Linked DNA regions of Sus scrofa: region 1 is linked to region 2. The links are chromatin contacts, called in public Hi-C maps. All regions are on one chromosome and are shown on one strand. The core of a region is the stretch at or near the end of the contact, and the rest is flanking DNA. Distances in the headings are between cores, read along the strand shown.

The links. Hi-C and Micro-C count contacts between places; a contact is called where the count stands out from the background.
Region 1: a Hi-C map of embryonic fibroblasts shows a contact between it and region 2, with 2.8 times the contacts expected there. The contact joins two enhancer-like sites. A contact is called at or near these places in 1 of 5 promoter capture datasets (fetal skeletal muscle) and 1 of 47 Hi-C or Micro-C datasets (embryonic fibroblasts).

What each region holds. Positions count from the first base shown.
Region 1 is chr6:79,543,541-79,550,675 of Sscrofa11.1, reverse strand. No RefSeq gene overlaps it. Among named protein-coding and RNA genes, the nearest start is that of ALPL, 43 kb to the left of the region's middle. Within about 2 kb of position 2,630, at least 4 of the 83 cell types and tissues checked have an H3K27ac peak or open chromatin away from gene starts, as enhancers often do. A contact at or near this core is called in embryonic fibroblasts, where this site is marked.
Region 2 is chr6:79,013,139-79,019,935 of Sscrofa11.1, reverse strand. No RefSeq gene overlaps it. Among named protein-coding and RNA genes, the nearest start is that of HP1BP3, 8.6 kb to the right of the region's middle. Within about 2 kb of position 2,820, at least 5 of the 83 cell types and tissues checked have an H3K27ac peak or open chromatin away from gene starts, as enhancers often do. A contact at or near this core is called in embryonic fibroblasts, where this site is marked.

The DNA.
Region 1 (7,135 bases), core at 1,381-3,880, 530 kb before region 2:
TTCCTCCAAAAACAGTAGAACTACCATATGACCCAGCTATTCTACTTCTGGGTGTTTATCCAAAGTACAGGTAAACACTAGTTCTAAAAGATATATGCATCCTCATGTTCACTGCAACATTGTATATGATAGCCAAGATATGGAAACAACTTAAGGGTCCATAGATGGATGAATGGAAGAAGATGTGATGTATATATATATATATATATGTCACCATTTTTTTCAGGAGGAAGGAAATGTTTATTACTCATTAATCATTAATCTTTTGAATGCAACCACCATAATTTTCCAGATTTAACTTGATAGCAAACTTGATCAATAACACTTTCAGGAGTTCACAATTTTGAGGCTAAGTTTCCAATTGAGGTAATATGGTATCAATTTAATATAAGTGAAGTTTTTAAAAAAGCTAAAAGCGGAGTTCCCTTCGTGGCGCAGTGGTTAACGAATCCTACAGGAACCATGAGGTTGCGGGTTCAGTCCCTGCCCTTGCTCAGTGGGTTAACGATCGGGCGTTGCCATGAGCTGTGGTGTAGGTCGCAGATGCGGCTCGGATCCCGAGTTGCTGTGGCTCTGGTGTAGGCCGATGGCTACAGCTCCGATTCGACCCCTAGCCTGGGAACCTCCATATGCAGCAGGAGCGGCCCAAGAAATAGCAAAAAAAAAAAAAAAAAAGGCAAAAAAAGCTAAAAGCAGTCTGACCTCTTAAAGGAAAAAAAACATATATATACACAATGGAATATTAGCTATAAAAAAAGAGTGAAATCCTGCCATTTGCTCAACATGAATGGAACGTGAAGGTATTGTGTCAGGTGAAATAAGTCAGATGGAGAAAGAAAAATACAATATGATCTCACTCATGTGTGAAATTCAAACAACAACAACAACAACCAAACAAAATAAAACCAAAAACTCATAGAGATAAGAGTTTACCAGAGAAGGGATTAGGGGTTGGATGAAGTGAAGGGTATGATAATGTATGTATGGTAAGGAACTTTATGGTAAGGGATGATAACTAGACTTGTGGTGGTGCTCACTTTGTAATGTATACAGATGTCAAATTATAATATTATACACCTGAAACATATATTTAAATCCAAAAAAAAAAAAGCTAGCCTCTTACCCACATCTGTCCCCATGACCATGTTCCCAAGTACTCACTCCTGACTACCACCAGGGGGCAGTTGTGCTCCATCTCAGATGGTTCCTCCACCAGCTTGAATGGGGTTAGGTCACAGGGAGAACTTGAGATGTAATTTGTATACCATAAAAGTTCACCCACTTTAAAGTCGACCGTACAATGATTTCTAGTATATTTACAGTATTGTGCGACCATCACTGTAATCCTATTTCAGAACATTTTCATCCCCCAAAGAAGCCTTGTACCCATGGGCAATCATTTCCCAGCCATCTGCCCCCTATTCCTCTCCCTCCTTGCCCTGGGCAACCACCAATTTATTTTCCGTGTCTATAGATTTACCTCTTCTGGACATTTCTTATAGATGGAATCACAGAACACGCATTTTTTTTTCTTTTTCTTGTCTTTTTGCCTTTTCTAGGGCCGCTCCTACAGCACATGGAGGTTCCCAGGCTAGGGGTCCAATCAGAGCTGTAGCTGCCAGCCACAGCCACAGCCTCAGCAATGACATATCCGAGGCACATCTGTGACCTACACCAAAGCTCACAGCAACGCTGGATCCTTAACACATTGAGCAAGGCCAGGGATCAAACCCACAACCTCATGGTTCCCAGTCAGATTCGTTAACCACTGAGCCACGACAGGAACTCCAGAACATGCATTCTTTTGTGACTGGCTTCTTTCACTTATTGTAATGTTTTCAAGTTTCGACCGTGTTGTAGCCTATATCAGTATATCAGTATTTCTTTTTTTTTTTTGTCTTTTGTCTTTTGTCCTTTTAGGGCTGCACCAGTGGCATATGGAGGTTCCCAGGCCAGGGGTCCAATCAGAGCTACAGCTGCCAGCCTACATCACAGCCATAGCAACGCCAGATCCGAGCCGAGTCTTCAACTTACACCACAGCTCACGGCAATGCCAGATCCTTAACCCACTGATCGAGGCCAGGGATCCAACCTTCAACCTCATGGCTACTAGTCAGATTCATTTCCGCTGAGCTGCAATGGGAATTCCTATAACAGTATTTCTTTCTTTCCTTTTTAGTGCAGAATAATATTCCATCAAATAGATAAGCCACACTTTGTCTATCCATCAATCGGTTGACGGACTGATTTTTTCTGGGTTTTTTCTACTTTTTGGCTATCATGACTAATGCTGCTAGGAATATTAATATCCCAGTTTTTTTTTTAATTGAGGAATAATCCACATGGCATAAACTTCATCCTTTTGAGGAATACAATGCAGCGGCTCTTGGTATATTCCCAAAGTTGTGCAACCATCACCACCATCTAATTCCAGGACATTTCATCATCCTAAAAAAGACTTCATTCTCATTAGCAGTCACTCCCATTTTCCCCTCCTCTAGCCCCTGGAAACCACGAGTCTACTGTCTGTCTCTATGGGTTTGTCTATCCTGGACATTTCATGTGAATGAAATCATGCAACATGTGGTCTTTTGTGTCTGGCTTTTTAAACCGAGTATATGTTTTTGAGGTTTGTCCGTGTTGTAACATGTATCCTTACTTCATTCCTCTTTGTTGCTGAATAGTATTGCATTGTAATGATATACTACGTTTCATTTATATATTTGTCAGCCGGCAGACATTTGGGTTATTTCCAGTGTTTGGCAATTATGAATAGTGTGGGACTGTGAGCCTTCATGAACGAGTTTTTGTGTAGACATAGGCTTTCACTCTCTTATGTATATACCTCCACCAAGGAGAATTAACGGGTCATATGGCAAGTCTGTGTTTAATCTTTCTGAGAACTTACCAGCTCAAAATGGCTTCATTTTCCACATCTACCAGCAATGTATAAAAAGTTCTAACTTCTCCGCATCCTCACCCTTTTGATTCTAGCCATTCTCGTGGGTGCGAAATATTATCACATTTACTCAATATACCTTTACTAAGCACCTTGCTATGTGCCAAGCCTGTTTATGGTGCTGGAGATCAATAGTGGATAGGACAGAGGTGGCCCTGCCCTCACGGGTCCTCGAGACCTGCTATCCACTTAGCTATTAAAAGAGTAATGAATATATTGACCAGACACCTTCATGAATCGAAACAGAGTGTGGGTGGCAGAGCAGGGGCAGCAGTGGTGGAGCTGTGACATCTAGGGGAGCTGAGGAAAGGGCCCTGCTGGGAAGGTGACCTGTGTGATGAGACTTAGGTAAGAAGGAGCCACCCTGCTCCACCCTGGAGGACAAGCATGCTGAGTTCAGGAAACAGCAGAGGCAAGGACCCCGAAACCTAATGGGTTTGGCATTTTCTAGGAGCAGTAGGAACAGAGTGACAGGTGCTGGGTTAGCCAAGGGGAGGGGGGAGGAGAGGAGGGGGCAGAGGTGGGTGGAGTGAGTAGCTCAGGCCTTTGAAGGCTATCATGAATTTAATTCTGAGCTTTGGTGAAGCCAGTAAAGTTTTGAGAACAGAGTATTTACACCCTCGGAGTCTCCTTCTTTCTGTGTGTGAAGAAGTGGCTCTGGGAGGGGGGCAAGGGCAGAGCAGGGAGATGGGTGAGGGCACACTTCACGCAGCACAGGGAAAGGAGTGTGGAGGCTGGGAGTGGAGGGGCTGGGCTGGATATGCTTTGGAGGTAGAACTAAACCAATTACTGGTGGGTTGGAAGAAAGGAAAGGCAGTCTTTTTTTCTATTTTTTTGGCCACACCCGTGGTATGCACAAGTTCCTGGGCCAGGGATGGAACTCGAGCCACAGCAGCAACCCAAGCCACTGCAATGACAATGCTGGATCCCCAGCCTTCTGTGCACAAGACAACTCTGAGAGACATGTTCTTTCTGGTCCCTCGTATTTGGCCAACGTGCAATGAAGCCTCAGTGTACTGACTGGAGCCAGTGGAGCCACTGGACAGGATAAATACATCTTCCACCTTCAGCCTGGAGACGCAGGACACTCCCCAACCAGGAAATTGCAGGGGGCGGCCAGTCTCCATCAAGCCCCTGGGGCATCCTGGGTCCTACCCTTGACCCTTTGAGGCTCAAAAGAGGACCCTCATTCTTTTTTTTTTTTTTTTTTTTTTGTGTTTTCTAGGGCTACACCAGAAGCATATGGTGGTTCCCAGGTTAGGGGTTGAGTGGTTCCCAGGTTAGGGGTTGAATCGGAGCTGTAGCTGCCGGCCTACACCAGAGCCACAACAACGCCAGATCCAAGCCGCGTCTGTGACCCACACCACAGCTCACGGCAACGCCAGATCCTTAACCCACTGAGTGAGGCCAGGGATCGAACCCACAACTTCATGGTTCCTAGTCAGATTCGTTAACCACTGCGATAGACGAGAACTCCCAGAGGGCCTTCATTCTTGACCTGAGGAGTGCAAGCCTCGTGCCAGCCCTGCTGTACTGCTGGTCATCCAGAACGTGCTGCCTTGTTCACCTCCCCGAGGCCGTGCTCCCACCAGCTCAGCCCCCACTCAGTGCCCTTCTGTAGGTCGCTGCGCCTCTGGCAGTGTTTCAGAACCTGAATAACATGTAGACGGGCTCTCCAGAAGGAAGGAGAATGTCTCAGCCAGATACCACTGCTTTGACATGTTTTTACTATACGGTTCCTTAAGATATAAAGCTAGGTACAAACTCCAAGGATTCCTACATAACCATAAAGCCAAGTTATAAATTACAAACCAACACAAAGCTATAGGAGTTCCCATTGTGGCTCAGTGGGTTAAGAACCTGACTAGTATCCATGAGGATGCAGGTTCAATCCCCAGCCTCGCTCAGTGGGTTAAGGATTCAGTGTTGCCTTGGACTGAGGTGTAGGTTGCAAATAGTGCCTCAGATCTGTGGCTGTGGTGTGGGCTGGAGGCGGCTACAGCTCTGATTTGATCCCTAGCCTGGGAACGTCCATATACCACAGGTGCGGCCCTAAAAAGACAAAAAACAAAACAAAACAAAACCCCCACAACTACAGAGCTGATAACATTCAGATGAATGCTTTCATTTCACGTGTTGGATGATGTTTTGCAGAATCGAAATCACCCCTTGCAATTCTGAGCCTTTTATGGGCTGTGCCAGTGGTTTTTATTTTATTTATTTTTTTAATTTATTTTTTGTCTTTTTGTCTTTTTTTTGTTGTTGTTGTTGTTGTTGCTATCTCTTGGGCCGCTTCCACGGCATATGGAGGTTCCCAGGCTAGGGGTTGAATCGGAGCTGTAGCCACCGGCCTACGCCAGAGCCACAGCAACGCGGGATCCGAGCCGCGTCTGCGACCTACAGCACAGCTCACGGCAACACTGGATCGTTAACCCACTGAGCAAGGGCAGGGACCGAACCCGCAACCTCATGGTTCCTAGTCGGATTCGTTAACCACTGCGCCACGACGGGAACTCCGTTTTTATTTATTTTTTAATTGCTCAATGAATTTTATTACATTTATAGTTGTACAATGATCATCACAACCCAATTTTTTAGCATTTCCATCCCTAAACCCTCACCCCATCCCCCCACCCAAACCTGTCTCCTTTGGAAACCATAACTTTTTCAAAGTCTGTGAGTCAGTACCAGTGTGATTTTTTTTGTTTGCTTTTTTTTTTTTTTTTTTTTTTTTTTAAACCTTGGAGCCCCTCTCTGGCTGTGCAGGCTGGATCAATTTGTTCCCTTCTTTTCCCATTTGGGTGAGGGGAGCCCTCTCACAGGGTGAGCACGTGGGCTCATCCTTTGGCTCCCTTGCTGTGGGCATGTCCATTCCTCTGTGTTTGAAGCCCAGGACTGCTGTAAGGACCTTCACAGGCCCCCAGAGGGCTGAATTTGGTGGTTCCCCCTCACCCCCTCGGCAAGTACATTAAAATGTACCTACACTGCATATCAACTATGCTCTTTTTTGCTATAAAAAGGTTTTTATTTTTATAATGCTGCAACTGAAATTTCTTCAATTAACAGGGTTTGTGTGTGCGGGTCTGTTATTCTCATTCTTATTTGTTACTTCAGAGTCATTAATGGTCTTTTTCCAGGTCTGGGCCCTTGGAATTCTCCCAGGCCCTAGGGCTGAGCTCATGGCCACTGACAAATAAACCAGCCAAGCTAAGACCTGCTTCTTTCTTTCCTCATCAGCCCCAGACAATTAAAGTGGGGTAGTTGGCGCCAACCTGACCCCAAACACGGACCAGCCTGGGCTACTCTGGGGCATGAGGCCTGGGTCATTTAGGGGAGTCAGAATAGGCTTAGACTCATTATTTTTAAGTTATCACCAAAACAGAAGGCCCGATTATGAAATCGTTAGAAAGGCCAAATTACTGGAAACGCACCCAAGGCTGCCCAGAGGCCAGAGACCCCACTGTGAGGCCCCTTGGCCTTTAAGGTCCAGACGCAGCCCTTGGCCTGGGACCAGCTCCTGCAAGTGGTACATCTGGCTCTCCTCTGCCGAGGTTTTTCTTCCATCATGCCCCTCTCCAGTACCAAACGCAGGTGCTTCTCCACAGCCAGCCTTTGATCCTGCTGTTGTCTCTGCTTGAAATGACCTCCTTAGGGCTTTTACCCTTTTATTTTTCATACGTTTTTTCAGTTATTTTTGTATTAAAGTATAGTTGATTTAGGAGTTCCCGTTGTGGGGCAGTGGAAACGAATCCGACTAGGAACCATGAGGTTGATGGTTCGATCCCTGGCCTTGATCAGTGGGTTAAGGATCCGGCGTTGCCGTGAGCTGTGGTGTAGGTTGCAGACGTGGCTCGGATCTGGTGTGGCTGTGGCTCTGGTGTAGCCTGGCAGCTGCAGCTCTGATTTGACCCTAGCCTGGGAACTTCTACATGCCATGGGTGTAGCCCTAAAAAGAAAAAAATATATAGTTGATTTACAATGTCGTACGAATTTCTGAGGCACAGCAAAGTAACGCATATACGTACATTCCTTTTCTTATAATATCTCCCATCATGGTCTATCCCAAGAGATTGGGTAGAGTTCCCTGTGCTACACAGTAGGACCTCATGGCTTATCCATTCGAAATGGAATAGTTTTCATCTACTAACCCCAAACTCCCAGTCCATCCCACTCCCT
Region 2 (6,797 bases), core at 1,571-4,070:
AGTTTTCTTACTGGAAAGCAGGGTTTGGTGGTTTTTGGTTTAAAGTAACTGGTGACATGGCCCTCACGACATGCTTGCAACTCCTTCAAGCTGTCACAAAAGTTCTTTCACCTATTTGTTCTTTGGGAACAGATACATTAATTAAGGTTTAGTTAATTAATTAAGGTGTTTTATGCCTGTATTCAAACCAGCTAACTTAAAAGCTATTCAGCAAATTTAAGTGAGGAGTTCCTCTTGTGGCACAGCGGAAACAAATCCGACTAATGTCTGTGAAGATGCGGGTTCAATCCCTCGCCTGCCTCAGTGGGTTAAGGATCCAGCTGTGGTGTAGGTCGAAGACTTGGCTTAGATTCTGAGTTGCTATGGCTATGGATTAGGCCAGCAGCTACAGCTCTGATTTGACCCCTCGCCTGGGAACCTCCATATAATGAGGGTGTGGCCTACAAAAAAAAAAAAAAAAAAAAAAAAGCTTAAGTGAGAGTTGTACCCTTTTTAGGAAAAGAACATGATGCCAATTTTCAAAATAAATTTTTTTTTTTTCTTTTTACGGCTGCACCTGAGGCGTATGGAAGTTCCTAGGCTAGGGATTGAATAGGAGTTGCAGCTGCTGGCCTACACCACAGCCATAGCAACACCAGATCTGAGCCACATCTGCAGCCTATACCACAACTCACAGCAATGCTAGATCTTTAATACACTGAGCAAGGCCAGGGATCAAACCCACATCCTCATGGATACTAGTTGGGTTCGTTAACGCTGAGCCACAATGGGAACTCCTGAACTCATTTTGGATTCTTGCATAGACCAACAAACCAGTTCATAGCTGCATCATGAACTTGGTTCATTCAGCAAATAACCATGGAGATTCTACTGTGTTCTAAGTGCAGAGAATAAAACAGTGAATAAAAGAGGTCTACTCTCATGGAACTCACATTCTTCATGAAAAAAAAAAAAAAAAGAGGTTTACATGCTGCATCAGCATCCTATCTCACTAAGAAATGTCTGCCCCTCGTTACCCTGGCAGATCTTTGATTGGTTTTTGTCTTTTTTTTTTTTTAATTTATTTCAAAATACATTCTAGGAGTTTCCATTATGGCTCAGCAGTAATGAACCCGACTAGTATCCATGAGGATGCAGGTTCAGCCCTTAGCCTCATTTATTGGGTTAAGGATCCTTGCCGGCAAGGTTCAGATCCGTAGTTGCTGTGGTTGTGGGTGTAGACCAGCAGCTGTAGCTCCCATTCAACCCCTAGCTGAAGAACCTCCATATACCACAGGTGCGGCCTTGAGAAAAAGAGAAAACGAAGAAAGAAAAATACTTTCTAGGTGTTCTCCTGTGGCAAAGTGGCTTAGGGATCTGGCGTTGTCACTGATGTGGTGCAGTTGCCATTCCTGGCCTGGGAATTTCTGCGTGCCATGGACACAGCCCGCCACCCATTTTCTATTTTCTAGAAAAAATAGTCTTGGGCTATTGAAATTAGTTTTGTGTTTTCATTATTTAAGTTTGTTTGTTTGTGTAGGGATCCAGTTTTTTTTTTATTTTGACCATGCCCTTGGCCCTCATGCATTCCCATATTCCCCATGTTTGAGAAAGGAACATTTTGCATTGCTTTCTCTCTTTTTTTTTTGATATTGCCTCTTTTCTTATTGAGACACAATTCACATACCATAAAATTTACCCTTTTAGAGTGTACAGTTAGTGGTTTTTACTGTATTGACAGTTGTGTGACTATCGCTATTTAATTTCAGAACATTTCATCGTGCCGAAAAGAAGCTCATACCCTTTAGTTGTCTCTCCTCATTCTCCACTCTCCTCAGCCCCTGGGAGCCACTTAATCTACTTTTTGTTTCTCTGGATTCAGATGAAATCATACATTGCATTGCTTTTTGTTTTGAACTCCAACATTTAGCAAGTGATCAAACCTCACAGGTGTTTGCAACATCAGCATGGTTTAGACCCTCATTTTTTTCCGTTTTTGACTTACTGTTTTTTTTGTTTTTTGGTTTTTGTTTTTTTTTTTGGTCTTTTTGCCATTTCTTGGGCCGCTCCTGCGGCATATGGAGGTTCCCAGGCTAGGGGTCGAATCGGAGCTGTAGCCACCGGCCTACGCCAGAGCCACAGCAATGCAGGATCCAGCCGCATCTGCAACCTACACCATAGCTCACGGCAACGCTGGATCATTAACCCACTGAGCAAGGGCAGGGACCAAACCCGCAACCTCATGGTTCCTAGTCGGATTTGTTAACCACTGCGCCACGACAGGAACTCCTGACTTACTGTTTTCTAAGTGCCACCTCTCTGGATGTAATGTGGCAATATGTTTACAAACGTCAGCTAAATCTGAACAAGTTCCTAAGAATTTCCTGTGGTCACTCTGTGTACTTGACGTGTATGACCTGGGATGCCCGACATCCTGGCACTGGCAACTAGGGTCTGGTCATTTTGACCTCTCCTTCGTTGCTACTTGAGTATTTTTCCTTGCAGTTGAGATTCCTGCATGAGGCTACTACAGCTGCCCTAGAAAAGTTAAGATGTAGTTTGCCTTAGAATCAGGTTTTATTTGTCCTCATCATGGAGGCACATTTGGACATAGTGACTATTTATGAACAGCTCGATGCTGCTTACATGTCATTAGAGTAAAATTACTCATTAAGGAATAAAAATGCCTTGAAACAGAGCCCTTACCACTCTTCAGTCTCTGTTCATCTTATAGATCACCTTTCCTTGTCAATAAACTTGAGCTGTAAGTCTCCACATCTAGGGAGAGATACATCATGTGCTCACAAGCTTCAAATAACACATGTATGACTCACAGGGACAAATGCCAATCTGTTAGTATTGGGACTACCATTACCACCCCCCCCCAAAGACATCATTTTACATTACCAAATCATGGAATGACTTACATACCAAAGGAATAAGCTACATAGAATCATGTGCTGAACTTTTTAAAAATAAATTTTTATTTTGAACTGATTCTAGGCTTATGGAAAAGTTTTCAAATTTAGTAGAAGGTATTCCATATGCCCTTCACTCAGTTCCCTCTACTGTTACTGTCTTAGATTACCACAGGACATTTATCAAAACCAAGAAACCACCATTGAAGGAGCTGGTAGTCTAGTGGCTAGGACTTGGCACTTTCACTGCTGTGGCCTAGGTTCGGTCCCTCATCTTGAGAATTGAGATCCCACATCATGCTGTTGTGTGTCATGGCCAAAAAAAGGGAAAAGAAGCCAGCACTGGTACATTGCTGTTAACTAAACTCCAGACTTTATTTGGGTTTCACTTGTGGCCCTTTTGTCCTTTTCCTAGTGCTAGATGTAATCCAGGATACCACATTGCATTGAGTCATCATGTATTCTTAGTGTCCTCTGGCCTTTGACAGTTTTTAAATCTTTCCTTGTTTGTCATGACCTTGACAGCTTGGTCAGGTATTTTGTAGACTGTCCTCAAGTAGATTTTTTTTCTAATGTTCTCCTCATGATTAGACTGGGGTTATGAGTTTGGGGTTAACAAAATCACGTAAGTGAAGTGCCCTCATGACATCACGGTGATGTTTAACCTTGACTCCATGGTTAAGGTGGTGGTTTCCAGGGTCTCCACATTATAGTTATTTTTCTTTTCTCCTTTCTTATTCTGGTCTATTTGGAGGCTAGTCACTAAGTCTAGCCCCCAATGGGGGACGGAGGTTGGAATAGGAGAGAATTAAGAATTAAGCTCTACTTCCTTCCTGGATGATATTCTTTGGAATTCTCCTGCGATAAAATTTTGTTTGTTATTATCACGTGTAAATACACACACATATATTACAGTATTTTTATAGTACAGATTCATACATATTCCATACTTTGAGGTATAATCTAATACCACACTATTTTGTTGCCCAGATTGTTCGAGTTTTGGTCTTGGAAACTCAAATTGTTCATGCACCTTTTTGGCACTTCATCTGTTTGTTTTTAGAGCACTTACTTTGGGCAAGATGCCACAGGGCATGTCTTGATTTTCCTTGCCCTAGCCATCGTATCAGCAGTTTCTTCAAGGAGACTTGGTTTGTTGTAGAATGGTGTTTCTGGATTTCCCGTAGTGGCTCAGTGGAAACGAATCGGACTAGAAACCATGAGGTTGCAGGTTTGATCCCTGGCCTTTCTTAGTGGGTTAAGGATCTGGCATTGCTGTGAGCTGTGGTGTAGGCTGGCAGCTGTAGCTCCGAGCTGTGGTGTAGGCTGGCAGCTGTAGCTCCAATTTGACCCCTAGCCTGGGAACCTCCATATGCTGCAAGTGCAGCCCTGAAGACCAAAAAAAAAAAAAAAAGTGGTATTTAGAAACCAAGGTATGTGCGCACTGGGTGAACTCATTACTACTGAAGTGTCTCTGCTACTAGTTCTGCCAGCATTTTTTTTTTTTTTTTTTTTGGTCTTTTTGGGGCTGCACCCGAGGCATGTGGAAGTTCCCAGAAGAGGAGTCAAATCAGAACTGCAGCTACTGGCCACAGCCACAGCAATGCAGGATCTGAGCCACCTCTGAAACCTACACCACAACTCACAGCAATGCCAGATCCTTTAACCCACTAAGCAAAGCCAGAGATCAAACCCACATCTTCATCGATACAAGTCAGATTCCTAACCCCATGAGCCACAATGGGAAATCCTCTGCCAGTGTTTTAAACTCTATTTTATTTTATTGAAGGTGAGATCTTGCCAAGTGAGTAAGCCATTTTCATAGGAACACTATGACTTTTTAAAAATATTTCATTTTTATATGATAATTCTGGTACCTGAAAGACTCCACCCTATAGATATTACAATTAGACTTTTGCTCATCCTATATAACAGGAAAAAAGATTGGAACTGTTCCCTCTCTTTTCCTATTGTGATGATTTGTTTTAACTTCCCTTAGCCAGCAATATTCAGACAGTCTACCAAAGTAAACTCACTCAGGAATGGCAGTACTTTTAATCATTTCCATTTCTAAAATTTAGCAATACAGTAGACTGGAATAACTTCTGGCTCTTTGGAGTAAGCAATTAAATTTACATCTAAGGTTATGGTTATTCAAAGTATGGGCCTTAGACCAGCAGTATCAGTGGCCCTCATGAACACATCAGAAGTGCAGATTCAAGAGTTCCCTTTGTGGCTCAGCAGGTTAAGAATCCAGTTAGAATCCATAAGGATGTGAGTTTGATCCCTGGCATCGCTCAGTGGGTTGAGGATCTGGCGTGGCTGTGGCCAGCAGCTGCAGCTCCAATTCTACCCCTAGTCTGGGAACTTTCATATGCCATAGGTGTGGCCCTAAAAAAAGAAAAAAAAAAGAAATACAGATTCACAGACCTTCACCTACTAAATCAGAATCTGAAGGAATGGAAGGAGCTCAAGAAACATAACAAGCCCTTAGATACATTGAAGGGATTTCCAAAATATATTCTCAAAAAATATATATATATGTATATATATGATAGATACAGATTTTTTTTTTCTTTCACTATCAGAAGTCTATTCTGCCCTGGGGAAAATGGCATAATGGATATACTTTGGAGCCCTGGAATTGGAAAAATAGGGGCTTTAACACAATCCTGCCTGGGTTATTTAAACCTCAGTTTCCTCATCTGTAAAACACCATCCATCTCATAAGGTCATTGTGAGGATTAATTAAAGGAGACTATATCAAGCCCCCAGCATTCTGTCTGGAATACCTGGGACATGTCCTCCCTCTGTCCAGTTTTCTTTTTCTACCAGAGCCTATGACCTTAGTCATGTTCAGCCACATACAAAATTAAACTATGCTATCTTCATAACTCTAGGAGATCATGGTTCGCCTATGTTGTTTACCATTTTTTGTATAGTTAAGAATTGTTTTTATTGTTTCATTTCCCTTAGTATACATCATAAAGCCTCAGGCTTATCCTTCTACTGCTAACAGCCCTGAGGAAGTGGTAGCTTTTAGCTCCCACTTTCCCTAGGATTCAATAAGGAAGGCATTGCAAAATCTTTTTTTTCTTTTGCACAAAGATTAATGGTTAGTGTCCTTTGCAAGTTACACATTGCCCTGCCTATGAAAGAATGAAAAAAAAAAATAACCAGTGTTTGCTAAAAAAAAAACTATAATGAACTCCTAAAAATATTAGGTACTTAAAAATGCATATGCTGTCACATCCAGCTCTGGCCTTGTTCCTCCTGTGGATAGAGACAGCTATGCCAGCTGGTTAGACTAAATTTCAGAATCTTTTTATTTTTTAAGTATCATAGGCTCAGCCAAGTAGAATATAAAGCAGAGACACAAAAATTGGGTTGAATTTCAACATCATCATGTACGGTTTTTGGTCAAAAAAATTTTTTTTCTGTTTGGAAGAACAGGAACATCACTGATAAATATTGAAATTTAATAGTTGAACTAACAGTCTTGAGAGTTGATATGTATGCTACTCTTTCCCAACTTTGGGGTGAAACTCTGACAGCCTTGCTGCAAGTATTTTAGGAATATTCAAAGCCAGTGTTTTCTGTTTTTCCCTTTCGTTTTTTGTTTTTTTGTTTTTTTGCTTTTTAGGCATATGGAGGTTCCTAGGCTAGGGGGTCAAATCAGAGCTGTAGCTGCCGGTCACAGCCACAGTAACGCAGGATCTGAGCCGAATTTTCGACCTACAGTACAGCTCACGGCGACACAGGATCCTTAACCCACTGAGTGAGGCCAGGGATCGAACCTTCGTCCTCATGGATGCTAGTCAGATTAGTTAACCACTGAGCCACGATGGGAACTCCTGTTTTCCCCTTTTGAAAAGATTCCATTTTTTCATCATTGGGCAG